Linked DNA regions of Mus musculus: regions 1, 2 and 3 are each linked to region 4. A link is a contact called in public Hi-C and promoter capture Hi-C data. All regions are on one chromosome and are shown on one strand. Each heading gives the region's core, a stretch centred on a gene start, on an enhancer-like site or on the middle of the called end of the contact. The rest is flanking DNA. Distances are from core to core; before and after follow the strand shown.

What was found. Promoter capture Hi-C pulls out the DNA fragments that hold promoters and counts their contacts. A called contact is a pair of places that touch in the nucleus more often than the background predicts.
Region 1: a contact with region 4 is called in a Hi-C map of regulatory T cells, with 7 times the contacts expected there. The contact joins the promoter of Fbxl17 here to the promoter of C030034I22Rik in region 4. A contact is called at or near these places in 2 of 484 Hi-C or Micro-C datasets (CD8 T cells and regulatory T cells).
Region 2: a Hi-C map of CD8 T cells shows a contact between it and region 4, with 5 times the contacts expected there. The contact joins the promoter of Pja2 here to the promoter of C030034I22Rik in region 4. A contact is called at or near these places in 2 of 484 Hi-C or Micro-C datasets (CD4 T cells and CD8 T cells).
Region 3: a promoter capture Hi-C map of pre-B cells shows a contact between it and region 4, with 4 times the contacts expected there. The contact joins the promoter of Fam98a here to the promoter of C030034I22Rik in region 4. A contact is called at or near these places in 1 of 39 promoter capture datasets (pre-B cells), 1 of 484 Hi-C or Micro-C datasets (CD4 T cells) and 1 of 9 other capture datasets (liver).

The regions. Positions count from the first base shown.
Region 1 is chr17:63,498,856-63,502,315 of GRCm38.p6, reverse strand. It overlaps Fbxl17 (F-box and leucine-rich repeat protein 17), which reads left to right and starts at 1,736. Exons shown (of 9, transcript NM_015794.1): 1 at 1,736-3,291. The coding sequence starts at 2,299.
Region 2 is chr17:64,330,243-64,333,356 of GRCm38.p6, reverse strand. It overlaps Pja2 (praja ring finger ubiquitin ligase 2), which reads left to right and starts at 1,474. Exons shown (of 10, transcript NM_001025309.1): 1 at 1,474-1,561.
Region 3 is chr17:75,550,389-75,553,332 of GRCm38.p6, reverse strand. It overlaps Fam98a (family with sequence similarity 98, member A), which reads left to right and starts at 1,387. Exons shown (of 8, transcript NM_133747.2): 1 at 1,387-1,592. The coding sequence starts at 1,540.
Region 4 is chr17:69,414,938-69,417,984 of GRCm38.p6, reverse strand. C030034I22Rik (RIKEN cDNA C030034I22 gene) reads right to left here and starts at 1,538. Exons shown (of 1, transcript NR_026848.1): 1 at 1-1,538.

The DNA of each region.
Region 1 (3,460 bases), core at 487-2,986, 5.9 Mb after region 4:
ACGTTAAGTTGCAGTTCGAGTGCATATGTGCCCCTGATGGGTATGCATGGTGCCAGGCTCTCTATAAAGGACTTGCTAAAATCAGGAAGGCATTCTCGTTTCTAACTCCACAGTCTGATTCAACACACATTTATGAGATCCATTCATATTCTATTTTATTTTTAATTCAAGAGTAGTGGTGCACTGAATATTCCAGCTTCCTCATTCTCCCACTGACAGACATCTGGGCTCCTTGAGAGTTTTGCTCTCATCAGTACATTTGCGTTTCCATACAAGTCTTTTTGCAGACAGGACTTTATTTCTCTTGGTGAACACAAGATGTGGGTCTTTATGTGCCAAAGGGTAGACGAATGCTTGACTTACAAGAAACTGACAGGGCTGTACTTTCTGCACAATTTTAGCTTCATTTGCTCTAGAAAAGAGCCAAGCCGAGATGGCCATAACTTGACGATTCACGAATGGAGCTCTGAGAGCCTGGAAGACCCTTTCCTCGATTACAGGCAGAAGAACCATGGGCATGTGGGGGATATCCGTAGGTGAAGGAGTTCAGACAGCACATTTGAGAGTAACAAATATGTGAATATCTGGACAAATCTTTTTCCCATTGGTTTTTGAAATTCTGATATCCTCAACTCTCTCCCCGGTAGCTTTTGAATATACCCAGGGAGTATATTCTTCAGCAGGGAGGGGTGGGGCTTCTTTTAATGAAGAGTAGAAACTGCCAGAAACAAATCACCTCATTTCTTCGCAGCCTTTGTTTCTTTTCTGCCACTCCCCCCACTGACACTTTTTCTAAAGTCCTCTCCACTGCCTGATCCACTGCTTTGGACTCTTAGCATGGTTTCAAAGTTCCCTCCAAAACTTACCCTGAAATTTGCTACTGTTAACAGTATGCATGCAACATTCCTAAGGGGGTCCTTTAAGAGGTGATGAGGACACTAGAGTTCCGCCCTCCAGGAACAAATTGTTACCACAAGAGTAGGTTCCCGATAAAAAATGATAGACAGTTTCCGGCGCTTTTACCCTGCCACTTAGCTGACACTGCATGTTATTCTACTTTCCAAAGCCTCCAGAGCGAGATAAACTTCTTCATAGTTTACTGTTGTATGTAGCATTGTTATAGCAGCAGAAGAGACTAAGACAACTAACTTTCCCTACCTTCTCCCCTGTGAAAGCTGACCTCTCCCCATCCGAGAACCTGTGTCATCACTGTAACTTAAGACTTCTGAAGTCTGATCAACTTGCATGTTTTAGTTCCCCACCTTAGCCACCAAAGTCTGTCCTAAGGGCACCACACTAATATTCACAGAGTGGACAGACTGGATTTCAAGGTGTCAAACAACAGTAACATTGAGCTTGGAGCCTGGAATGTTGGAGTGTTTTTTCCAGCGTGTATACCTGTTTTCAGCGTGATACATGTTTTCAGCCCGCAATTGTGTGCAAAGGCAGCAGTATGCAACAGGTGCCTAGACACAGGAGTAGAATCAGTGTAGTCACCTAGCTAACGGATCCTTACTGGACTGTCACCCATCACCCAAGGGCTCAGGCCTCTCAGGTGGAACTGGTTCTTCCGTTCTCAATTGGCCTCAGTTTCCGAGTCAGGGCGATGGTGGGGTGGGAAGTGAAGGGGAAGAGCCAAGCTGAGCCTGGCCAATGGCAGCTCTTGAACTTACACCTCCAGACGTCAGCGCGGCCGTGGAAACGGATGTCACCCAGCTGGCTCGGAAGCGTCTCCATCCGCTTCGGGAGAGGGGCGTGAGCCCGGAGGCGTCCAGGCCACCTCCGTGTGCAGCCGGAGGGAGTGCGCGGCCCCGTCAGCGCGCAGCCCCGAGGTCCCCGCTTCTCCCCCGGCGGCGCTCCCGCCCCTGGGTGAGACCCGCGCGCCCCCGCGGGCGGCTCCGCCCCCTCCCGGAGCGGGCGGCGCGCTCCCGCGGCGACGGGCCGTGTCGCGGGCTCGCGCGCCGCCGGCCCAGCCGCAGTTAAAATGGTCCGAGTCGGGCCCGCGCTGCCCCCGCCGCGGCGCTGACTGACTGAACCGGCTGGCCTGGCCGGCAGACTCGCTTCCCTCCCTCGCGTCCCCACAGCTCGCGCCCGTCCTCCTCCCGGCTCCCCGGGGGGCAAAGCATGTAGCCCGCGTCGGGCACCCGGGCGGCCCGCAGCTGACGCCCACCCCCGCCGTCGCGTGTGCCGGGTGCGCGGCGCGGGCGACCCAGCCAGCGGCCTGCCCCGCCGCCGGAGCCCGCCCCTCGGGCCTCCCTCTCCCGCCCCGTCCCGGTCGCCCTCCTCGGGGCCTTCTATATGGGCCACCTTCTCTCGAAGGAGCCGCGTAACCGCCCGAGCCAGAAGAGGCCTCGCTGCTGCAGCTGGTGTCGCCGCCGGCGCCCTCTCCTCAGACTGCCCCGCCGGGCTCTGGCCAAGGCGTCCCCGCAGCCCGCGGCGCCCCGGAGCCGGGACTGCTTCTTCCGCGGGCCCTGCATGCTCTGCTTCATCGTGCACAGCCCCGGCGCGCCCGCCTCCGCCGGCCTAGAGGAGGAGCCGCCGCTCTCGCCACCGCCGCCGCCGCCGCGGGACGGGGCCTACGCCGCCGTCTCCTCGCAGCACTTGGCGCGGCGCTACGCGGCCCTGGCCGCCGAGGACTGCGCCGCCGCCGCACGCCGCTTCCTGCTGTCCTCGGCCGCCGCCGCCGCCGCCGCTGCCTCGTCGCCCGCGTCCTGCTGCAAGGAGCTGGGGCTGGCCGCCGCCGCCGCCTGGGAGCAGCAGGGCCGGAGCCTCTTCCTGGCCGGCGTGGGGCCCGTGCGCTTCCTGGGACCGCTGGCCGCCGTGCAGCTCTTCCGGGCACCGCCGGCGCCGCCGCCGCAGGCCGAGCCCGCCACGGCCCTCGAGATGGTTTGCAAGCGGAAAGGGGCCGGGGTCCCCGCCTGCACCCCCTGCAAGCAGCCCCGTTGCGGCTGCGGGGGCTGCGGCGGGGGCGGCGGCGGCGGGGGAGGGCCCGCGGGAGGAGGTGCCTCGCCGCCGCGGCCGCCCGATGCCGGCTGCTGCCAGGCCCCGGAGCAGCCCCCGCCGCCGCTCTGCCCCGCGCCCGCCTCTCCCGCCTCAGAGTGTGCCCCCATCGTGGCCGCCGCCGGGGACACAGTCCGAGCCGGGGGCACCGCCCCCTCGTCTGCCCAGCAGCAGCCCGAGAGCGGCGACGCGGACTGTCAGGAGCCCCCCGAAAACCCCTGCGACTGTCACAGGGAGCCGCCCCCCGAGATCCCAGACATCAACCAACTGCCGCCGTCCATCCTGCTTAAGGTGGGTCTGGGCGAGGAGGCGCAGGGATGCTCACTCCCCCCCCCCCGCCCCCCTAACCCGGCTCCCCCGCCTCCGAGGCTTTCTCTCTCCTCCCCCTGTGTGCAGAGGAGGGGGGGGGGTTCCCTGACAGCCGGGGGACGCCGGAAGGGGAGACTGGGAAGCCAGTGGG
Region 2 (3,114 bases), core at 225-2,724, 5.1 Mb after region 4:
CTAGTATACCCAGACATGGTATGGAAATGATTGAGATTTGAGAAGTCCTGCACCTGCCAACCTGTTAGTGTGTTCAACTGAACCAATCTTCAAGACTCTAAAGGAAAATTAGTTAAAATATACATTCTCTTTCAAGAGAGCAAGGACTTGGAGACATGTAAAAGAGTAATTTGGGGGGCGGGTAAAATATATGCTACTGGGGTATTCTGGGAATTAAACTTGGTTTCACAAAATGTCTAGCAATTTCTCGTGTTTTTATGGGAAATGTCGAATCATTTCTTTACATCGATGGTAGAAAAAGTAGTTTCAGTTCACTGGCAGATTTTACAGCTAAAGGACATCACAAGAAGTGGGGCTCTTAATCTGTGTGGGTAGGGAGGCCACGTGATAAATATATCCTGGGCTTTTGAGCTCTGGGTGATGAAGCTGGGGGTGGGGGCGGGGAGTTAAGAGAAGAGAGCTAGGCTGTAATCAGAGAAGCAGGCAGGCTTCAGGATGAGAAAAGGGGACATGTGCATCACTGACATAACGAACTTAAACTGTGACTGGGTTTAAATTAAGCAAGGTGTCCAGGGACTCCAGCTGTTGTATTTATTTTGGTTGCATGAGACGAGAGCTGATAACTCCGAGCCTGACACCCGATATAACTTAGCTGTCAGCTGCTAAACTCTGGTCAGGCCAAATCTACATCTCACCTATAGCTGCTTTATACAAACAGAATCAGAGAGCAGGGCGAGGGTCTGACCAGTGGTGGGCGGGTACCACGCACCACAGAGAACCACAGCAAACAAGCTCTTCGTACGTTTCTTTCCCTCGCTGCTATCAGAATTGCAACTGGTTTCGGATTTTCTTTTCTTGTACTTCAAATTGCAAATACTGGGTAACTTCTCACAGCCTTGGGAACCGAATTCTGCACCTCCATTTTGCTGGGGGGCATGCGGGAATGGAGGGAGAAGTGTAACTGCGCCAGTCCTGCGCTCAGCTCTCCACACCCCCTTCCCTTCGGGAGACCCCGCCCTTTTCTCCCAGCCAAACCACAAAAGGCCTGACAGTGGATCGGGCCTCGGCGCCCCGCCCCCGCCCAAACGTCGCAGTGCTGCAGGGGCGGGCGCAGGGCCAGAGAGGGGGCGGAGCCAAGCGCGTCTCCACTCTCCTCGGCCAATCCGCGAAGGGCCTGGGAGAGAGCTTGCAGGCGCCAGGCAGAGAGACAGCCCCAGTTATTTTCCCTTTTTCTGCCACGTCCAACCATGACGTAGGCCTACTTCTAGGACTGCGATTGGATGCGTGCTTTTCCCCCTGCAGAGGGCCGTGAAGTCTATTGGCTGCGCCCTCAGGGGGCGGGGCTAAAGCGCTCCCTTCCTCCGCCTCCTTCGCAGCGCAAGGGGCGGGACGCGCCGCCGCCGCCGCCGCCGTCACCACCTCTGCTTCCGCCGCCGCCGCCGCCGCCGCCGCTGCAGCCGCTGCGCGTTCGGCGGGGGAGGAGTCGGAGGCGGAGAAGAAGGCGGTGGTGGCGGGTGGAGGATCGAGCGCTGTTCTCGCTCTGGAGCCGCTGCACATCTCGGTGAGGGCAATTTTTATTTTTTTCTCTCTCCATTCTGGCTGATTCTGTCAGAGCGGATCTGGGTGAGGGAGCCGCTGCCCAGGCGCCTCGGCTTCGGGGGTCTCCGAGGAACGGACCGAGCCGTGGCCGGCCATGGTGGGTGGGGTTGGCGACTGAGAGGCCTCCGGCCATCCCGCCCGGGGCCGCGCTCTAGCCCGAGCCGCCGCGCCCGCCGCCCGCTCGCTCCCGCCGGCTGTCTGCTGTCCTTGGTGCCCTGGTCAAGGACCCGGCGCCTTGCCCCTCGCGGCCCGCCAGTGCCGCCCACCCTCAGGCCCGCCGCGGAGGACCGTGGCGCACTAGGCCTGCGGGGCCCCTGCCCGGCCCGGCACGGCACGCCTTCCATCCCTGCCTCCCGGATTTGCGTCCTCCCCGATTGTCACCGAGGCCCAGGCACCCTGTCAGGCAGTGCCAGTGGCCTACCGTCTTCTTGGTCAGCGTTAGGCCCCAGCACGCCTGTCAGAGGCACCTTCAGGGCTCCCCTCCCCGCCCCCACCCGCACCTCCACCCCCACCCCAAGATGCCTCCAGGTTTATCATTTTTTGCGCACATTAAAAATGGTGAGTTGAAAGCTGCCCAGACCAAGTTGAATAAAATAAAACAAAAAAAAAAATTGTATGTCTACATAGACAACTGCTTTGACGATCCTCATTCTGTCAAGTATACGATTCTTTTTTTTTTTTTTAAAGAGGCCTTACTCTATTTTTATCACGAAATATTTGCTATTATTTCTTTTAAGATGGCAGTCATTGCTGAAGACTTAACAGGTCATTTGATGAGTGTATACAGGAACGTAAAAAAATAACAGAAATAAACGTAACATGTTTGTGATTGTCTTCTGGATTTCATGTCTTTTTATATGAAATAATTTTATTCTTCTATTACAGACATGCACCCTCCGTGTAAAATTCAGCAGTATAAAGAGAGAAGTATTAAATAAATACTAATATGTGACTATTTTCATCCTTCAGTGCCCCACCAGTATTTCGGTTTGGTGGTCATCTTTCCAAGTGCTTTCACAAACGCATCTTGAAAGATACACACACATGCAGAGTTGTCTCCTTCAGGGATGGGGGTGAGGGCTATGCTGAGCACATTTGTGTAAAGCTTGCTTCTTCTAATTATATATCTTGGACATAGACTCCCGTTTTATGTAGGCCTCCCTAATACTTTTTCTATCTAAGGGTACATCCTATTTCTTTAATTTGATGGACTTTAATTAAGTATTCCTACTGAAAGCCGTTTCAGTGCTTGCAGTTGAAAGTTATGCTTTATACTAAAGGTAACTAACTCACGTATTGATTGATTGATGCTGAACTGTAAGCTCTGAATCGTTTATTTTAGAACATTTCACGGTGTGGAAGACTGTAATGTAAAAAGAGCAGCCCCCACTTTGCCTTCTAGTATATTGCCTCTATCCCAAGACTCAGACACTGTTTTAATAAGGGGGAAAAACCTGTGTGATCATTTCTGGAGCACAGATCCAGACGTACAGTTGCAGAAGTAAAGGGTATGAG
Region 3 (2,944 bases), core at 138-2,637, 6.1 Mb before region 4:
ACAGTGATGTGGAGAGAACTTAGCTGTTATCTGATGACACTTGTGGCTTTGAGTAGGCAGAAGCTAATTTGGATGTTTACACATCCCAAAAGTTTTACCTGATAGCCAAAATGAGGTTAGGTCACACAGGATGGGCCAGGGTGGGCTCTTAAGGGGACTAATGACAGTCTGACAGAACCTTGGCTCTGGATTTGCAACTTTTCCCAATCAGGAAATTAGAATCAATGAATACACCTTGAAGAATATTTAACTTTAGGGGAGCTTTCTTGGAGAAGCCAGGTCGCTCATGGGTCAAGAGGATAGTCACTAGAACAGTTAGTGCATAACCTTCTCCCAACCCATGTTACACAAAATAAATAACTAAACCATGAATTACTACTGACAGAGAATGCTTATCCATTAGACATGAAAGTGGAAACTACAAAATAAAACGTAAGAATAAGTTTAAAACCAAATGACTACACAATATAACAACATGGCAATTCATAGATAAATATGATTTTCTAACTACATCATCTCTTTGAAAACGATTTCCTCCTTATTCAACAGTTCTTTCATAATAGAAAGCTACACCCAAGCATGGGTGGCCAAAAGTAATGACAACACTGAGCATGGTAGCAGATGCCTTTAATCTCAGCACTGGGAAGGCAAAGGTAGGTGGAGCTCTGTGAGTTCACAGCCAGCCTGGTCTGCATAGTGAGTTCCAGGCCATCCATGGCTCTATAAAACCCTGTATTAAAAAAAAAAAAAAAAAAGTCAACGGAGACAAAAAGTTGATCCATTGTCTAAACTGCATGTAATCAAATATACCCTATTGTATTCGATATGGAGTTATGCCCTTTCCCGTTAAAACAAAATGCGTGGTGTCTGGGGCAGACTCAAGAGGACAGGGACAAAAAAAAAAAAAAAAACTTTCCCTGGAGAAACTTTCTGAAGCATCCATACTGAGGAAAGCCACTTCTCTAACCGTGGACTCCAGAGGCTACACTGAAGAAAAATCAAATGGCATTTTCCTGGCTTTCATTGTTTTTGACCCGTCTAACCCCGCCCTGGGCTGTGGCTGGGAACGCACAAATTTGCCCTTCTGTGGTGACTCGCAGGTGAAAGGAGGACACGCATCTTCAATACCACAGCTGTCACTCTACAATCCCAGGCTGGATCCTGCTTCTGCTCCTCCCGCGCCTGCCTCGCCCCAAGCTGTGCACATGCGCATTCCAAGAGCTCCGCGCCCCCTGGCTGAGTCTCTGAGTCTCCCAGCCTCGGTGCCACGCCACCTGCCTTCCTGCCCTTCTTAGGGCAGCTAGCTTCACTACCCCATACTGGGCACGCGCACACCCGGCCATTTTTTTTTCCTCGGCCGGTGAGGTGGGGGCAGTGGGCGGAACCAAACTGCTTGCGCACGCTCGGGGCATGCGCAATACGGGGACTGAGGCGCCAGCTGTCGACTTGGAAGTTCCGGGGAAGGAGCGCATGCGCTAGGGTACGCGTTGCCGGCGAGAGGGCAGCCTGACGACTCGGAAATTTGAATACCACAGTAGCATGGAGTGTGACCTCATGGAGACTGACATCTTGGAGTCGTTGGAAGATCTAGGGTAAGACGGCGGGGGCATGAGTTTCTGAAAGTCCACTCTGCTAGAGCCCCGGCAACTCCTCGGGCGCCCGGTCGGAGCCACCTGCCTTGCCACTCCGCACCCGACTCCCGCCGGAGCTTCCCGCTGCTGGCCCAGGGACCCCCGGTGCCACGTCCACACCTACCCTGCCCACTGGGCTCCGACGGCCCTCGTCCTCCCCGGTGCTCCCCTACAGCCCAGCTACCCGCAGCGTGTCTCAGTCATGCGTGTCATTGTCTGGGCTCCGGTTCTCACCACCCCCCCACTCCCCAAGCTTTCTCTTCTTGCCTCCCGTCCTCCCACCCTACCCCCACTTTATGGTTTGCCAAAGTTGTATCTGCTTTCCTACTTGGCCCCAAGATTCCCTACTTCTTTCTTGAGCTTCTACCCCCCACCCTACTTCTCTGTCTCTCTCTCTCTCAAAAAAAAAAAAAAATCATCTTTGCTCAGTCATCTCTGCATGCACCTAGGCTTCCCAAAGCGCACGTCTGGGCGATGCAGCCGGCTGCTCTCAAGCCCGCTCAGCTGTGCACCTAACCTTTCAACCACCTGCTTTGGAAATGACAGTCAGTGACTTCAGACCTCCAGCACAGCCTCGCTGAACTCCAGCATTCCAGGGTCATCCTCACCCACCAAGAATCAGCATATTTGCATCTTGACTCTCAGTCATAGTCTTCAGTGTTTAGGAATTTGGAAATAAGGCTTATTTATCTTGTTTGGTCACCCAGATCAAGGTGCTTAAACTTGAGAACCTAGAGGCTCTTAGGCAAAAAAAAAAAAAAAAAAAAAAAAAAAAAAAAAAAAAAAAAGCCCTGCATGATTAAGTATTTGCCTGCGAATAACTATTTCAGGATAAAATCAGCGTAGAAGAAATGACGCACCGAGGTCCTCCTGCCTCTGGCACCTGAGAGCTATGATTAAAGGAGTGAGCCCCCATGCCCTGCCGATTGTTGTATTTTTAACTATAATCCTTAATCAAAGCTTAACTTTAGGCTTTTCCATGCCATGGAAATTCTTAAGGGACACCTTTCTTTAGGGAAGGACACCTTTGAGGTAGCCAAAGCGCAACCCATGTGACTAGCTTGGTGTCCTAGTAGGTACTGACCATAAAGGAAGCTTACTAACCATCGCTGTGAACATCAGCCGCTGTGGTCATTTCTTTGAATCACATTTTGTGCATAGCCCAGACTTGGCCAACTTAGTTCTTGCAATGGGCCACACGTAAGCCTTATTCTGTGGAACGGGTGCTTTTCAACGGGTGTCTAAAGATGATTCGCTTACTCAGTAAACATTTTTTTTGTGTGTGTGTGTGTGTGTGTGTTTTGTTTTTCGAG
Region 4 (3,047 bases), core at 289-2,788:
CTCTGAAGACCTGGCAGGCAGAAGTACTCTCCCCACCCCAACCCCACCCACGGACTTTGCAGCATCAGTCCATTTGTACACTCGGATCTCTAAGGAAAACAGCATCATCGACGTGAATGACAGCTGCAGCGGGAGCCGGGGAGCGGGCGGTCAGATGCTCCGCCGGGGCTGTCCACTCCGCGGGCACTGAAAACGTCAGGGAAGGTCTCTCTTGGAGCCAACGCGGACTTGACAAAACAGTTGACAATTAGGGCAAAGCACGTACGGCAGAATCATTAGAACCCACAGAAGCCCCGGCCCCAGCGGCGACACCGCGGCGTGGCGATGCCCCCGTGGCTTCGGAAATACCCGCTATCCCTTTAAAAAGTACCCCCCGCAGGCCGGAAGTGACCGCTCGGCGCCACGAGTCGAGCCCCTCGGTGCAGCACGGCCTCGAGCCTCGCGCACGTCCGCGGTCCCGTGGGTTTCCTGCTCTTGCTGCAGTTCTCCGCCGCCAGTCCTCTCCGCGCGGGCAGTTCGGTCACTAAATCTCAGAGACCCGGCGCCTCCCCCAAGCTCCAGCCTACGCCAGGCCTGCTTCCGGGTTCGGCCTGCGCTCCCGGCCCGCTCTAGTGACGCACTTCCGGTGGTGACCAGGCTTGGCTCCGCCCCAAGCTGACACGCGGGCTGATCGGGTTCCCAGCCGTGCACTGTGCTGGGAGGACAGCGAATTCCTGCACCGGGGACCAACTGCTCCGCCACGGCTCGGTCTCTGGGGTTTCTTACCGTCCTGGGCGGAAATGGATAGAATCCGCCAGACCACACGACCCGGGGCCTAACTCTCCAGCCCTGTGACCGCGGCCGTCTGTGTCAAGCTCTCCCTTGGCTCTGCCCAGGGCCCTTGTCGCTTGGCGCTGGGACCTTCAGAAGTTGAAAGGGTTTGCCAGAGGCATCTCAACCACCCTTTCTTAGACTGGCTTTGAAATGGTGTCACCCACCCTCTTGGACTGAATATCTCAGGTCATCTTAGGGTTTCCTCCCGGAATTACTTAGTTTTACACATTCTGGTTCATCCTCTTCTCAAAGGTTGTTTTTTGGATCGAGAAGTTCAGGCAGAAAGCGTTCACTTTCAGTTTTTCCTTGTATCTCTCACGATGCTGTATGACTTGACCTCATAATCTGGTGTCTGGTTAAGTATAAAACTATTCTTTACTTCTCACCCCTCCACAGGGCTGTTTGGATTGTTTCTTTTGTAATAACGTATTATACCGTTTAGAAAACACAGGAAACACAGCTTGGGCGAGTTGGGTGTTTCCTGCTGAAAATTGTGAATATAACGTTTCATGAGAAAAGGAAAAAAAAAAAAGAGCTAATGAGTGGAGCACCCCATCTGAGCTGTGTCCACTTGCCTTGTTCCCTTAAACTAAAACTAATTGCTTCTTGCTAGCACCACCATTGGCTTTTGCAGTCCCCCCAACCCTATTCTGATTTTGTGCTCCTTTCACTGTTTTCTGGCAGTTTTTCTCTGCTTATAAAGATCTTTAAGAAAAAAAGAAAAGAGGAAAAAAAGTTAAAAAAAAAAAGTTTGTTTAAACTCATTCTTTGTATACTCCAAGAAAATTGCAGCTCTTGTTGAAGGCCTTTATCTTTGCACCACTTCCTGTGTTTCTCTGCAATTCATGTGCATTCTTCTGAGGGCTAAGTCAGTTTCTCAACACTTTTACAAACCAAGAATGGATTCCCCCTTGGCCTGGAAGCCATCTCAATAAAATTTTATCATGAAACTATCACTTCTGTCTCCCAGCTTTCTGGAACATTGTCTACCTCAGTGAATACTTGGCTCCAGGCTAAATCTACCCCCAGTAGAGAGATTGGATGTTTGCTTTTTACTTTGAATAGGGAGCAAATTTGTGGGTACTGAAATTGCCTGGTGCATTTAGGATGGCCTCCGTGTAGCTAGTGGTGTCAAGTTCTTTTACTGAAAAACTAGTTCCATTGAGAGTATGTATATAATGGATTCCATCAACTTAGCCTTTGGGCGAGTCACCTCAGCAGATGTCCAGTTACACATATAGCATCCAAGCATAATGCTTATTCAATAGAAAGAGAACTGAAACCTCTCTCAGCAGGCTGATTGGAAAGATACTTGTATTTGTATTTTTCCAGCAATAGTTGAGGCCACACTTAGAGATCTATTGTACAATATAAGATTAAATCAGAGCATTAGATTTCTCTCTAGTTCTTTGAGCCTGCCCTCATGGTTTCTCAAAGACTCTTTAAATGTTTGCCTTACTGAACTTGGATTCTATCACCTGCCCCTCCTCATAGTCTATAAAGTTGAACACTCCCTTTATGCTTTCCAAATCAGTAGTGAGTCTTGGAAAGAAAATACAAAAGTCTCCAGAGCATGGCAAAGCCCACATTGTTATTTGATGTCCAACTGTAGTTGGACAAGTGTATGGCACAGACTGAGAGGCACCAGGGGGAGGAGCTATGGGAAAGGCAATGCTGCCTGGAGTTCATGACTAGAAGAGGGAGAAACTCTTCAGTGCAATTTTGCTTCAGTTGGGAGAGTGTTGGAAGTGTAAAGGTGTGCCTATTCCAGCTGTTGGAGTCAGGGTAGCGTCCTAGGACAGTTTATCCAACGGATCAGCAGGAATAAAGTGAGGGGGGGGAATTATTGGTCTATAGGCAAAAGGATAGCAGTTGAAAAGGTCCAGAGGAATTAAAATGTTCGTGTTCAGGGAACTGCAAATAGGTATCAGAATGGGAGCTGGGGTGATAGGTGCCACTGCCAAGCACACATGAGCAGCCAGTCCCAGATCTGCCTAACTGCAGTGCTACCTGGGTCTCTCTCACGACGTCCACACTCTTTGGTCAAAGTATGTAAAACTACTGAGGTGTGCTAGGCATCCTTGCACCCTCCTGTGCACATAATGACTGAGATGAAGTAAGCTTAACAAGAATGTCTATACTGACTTGCATGTACGTTTTCTCCTGATAACTATGGCTTCCTCAAGCAAAATACAAATTACTGTCCCAATACATTCTTGAAGGCGTATCTATCA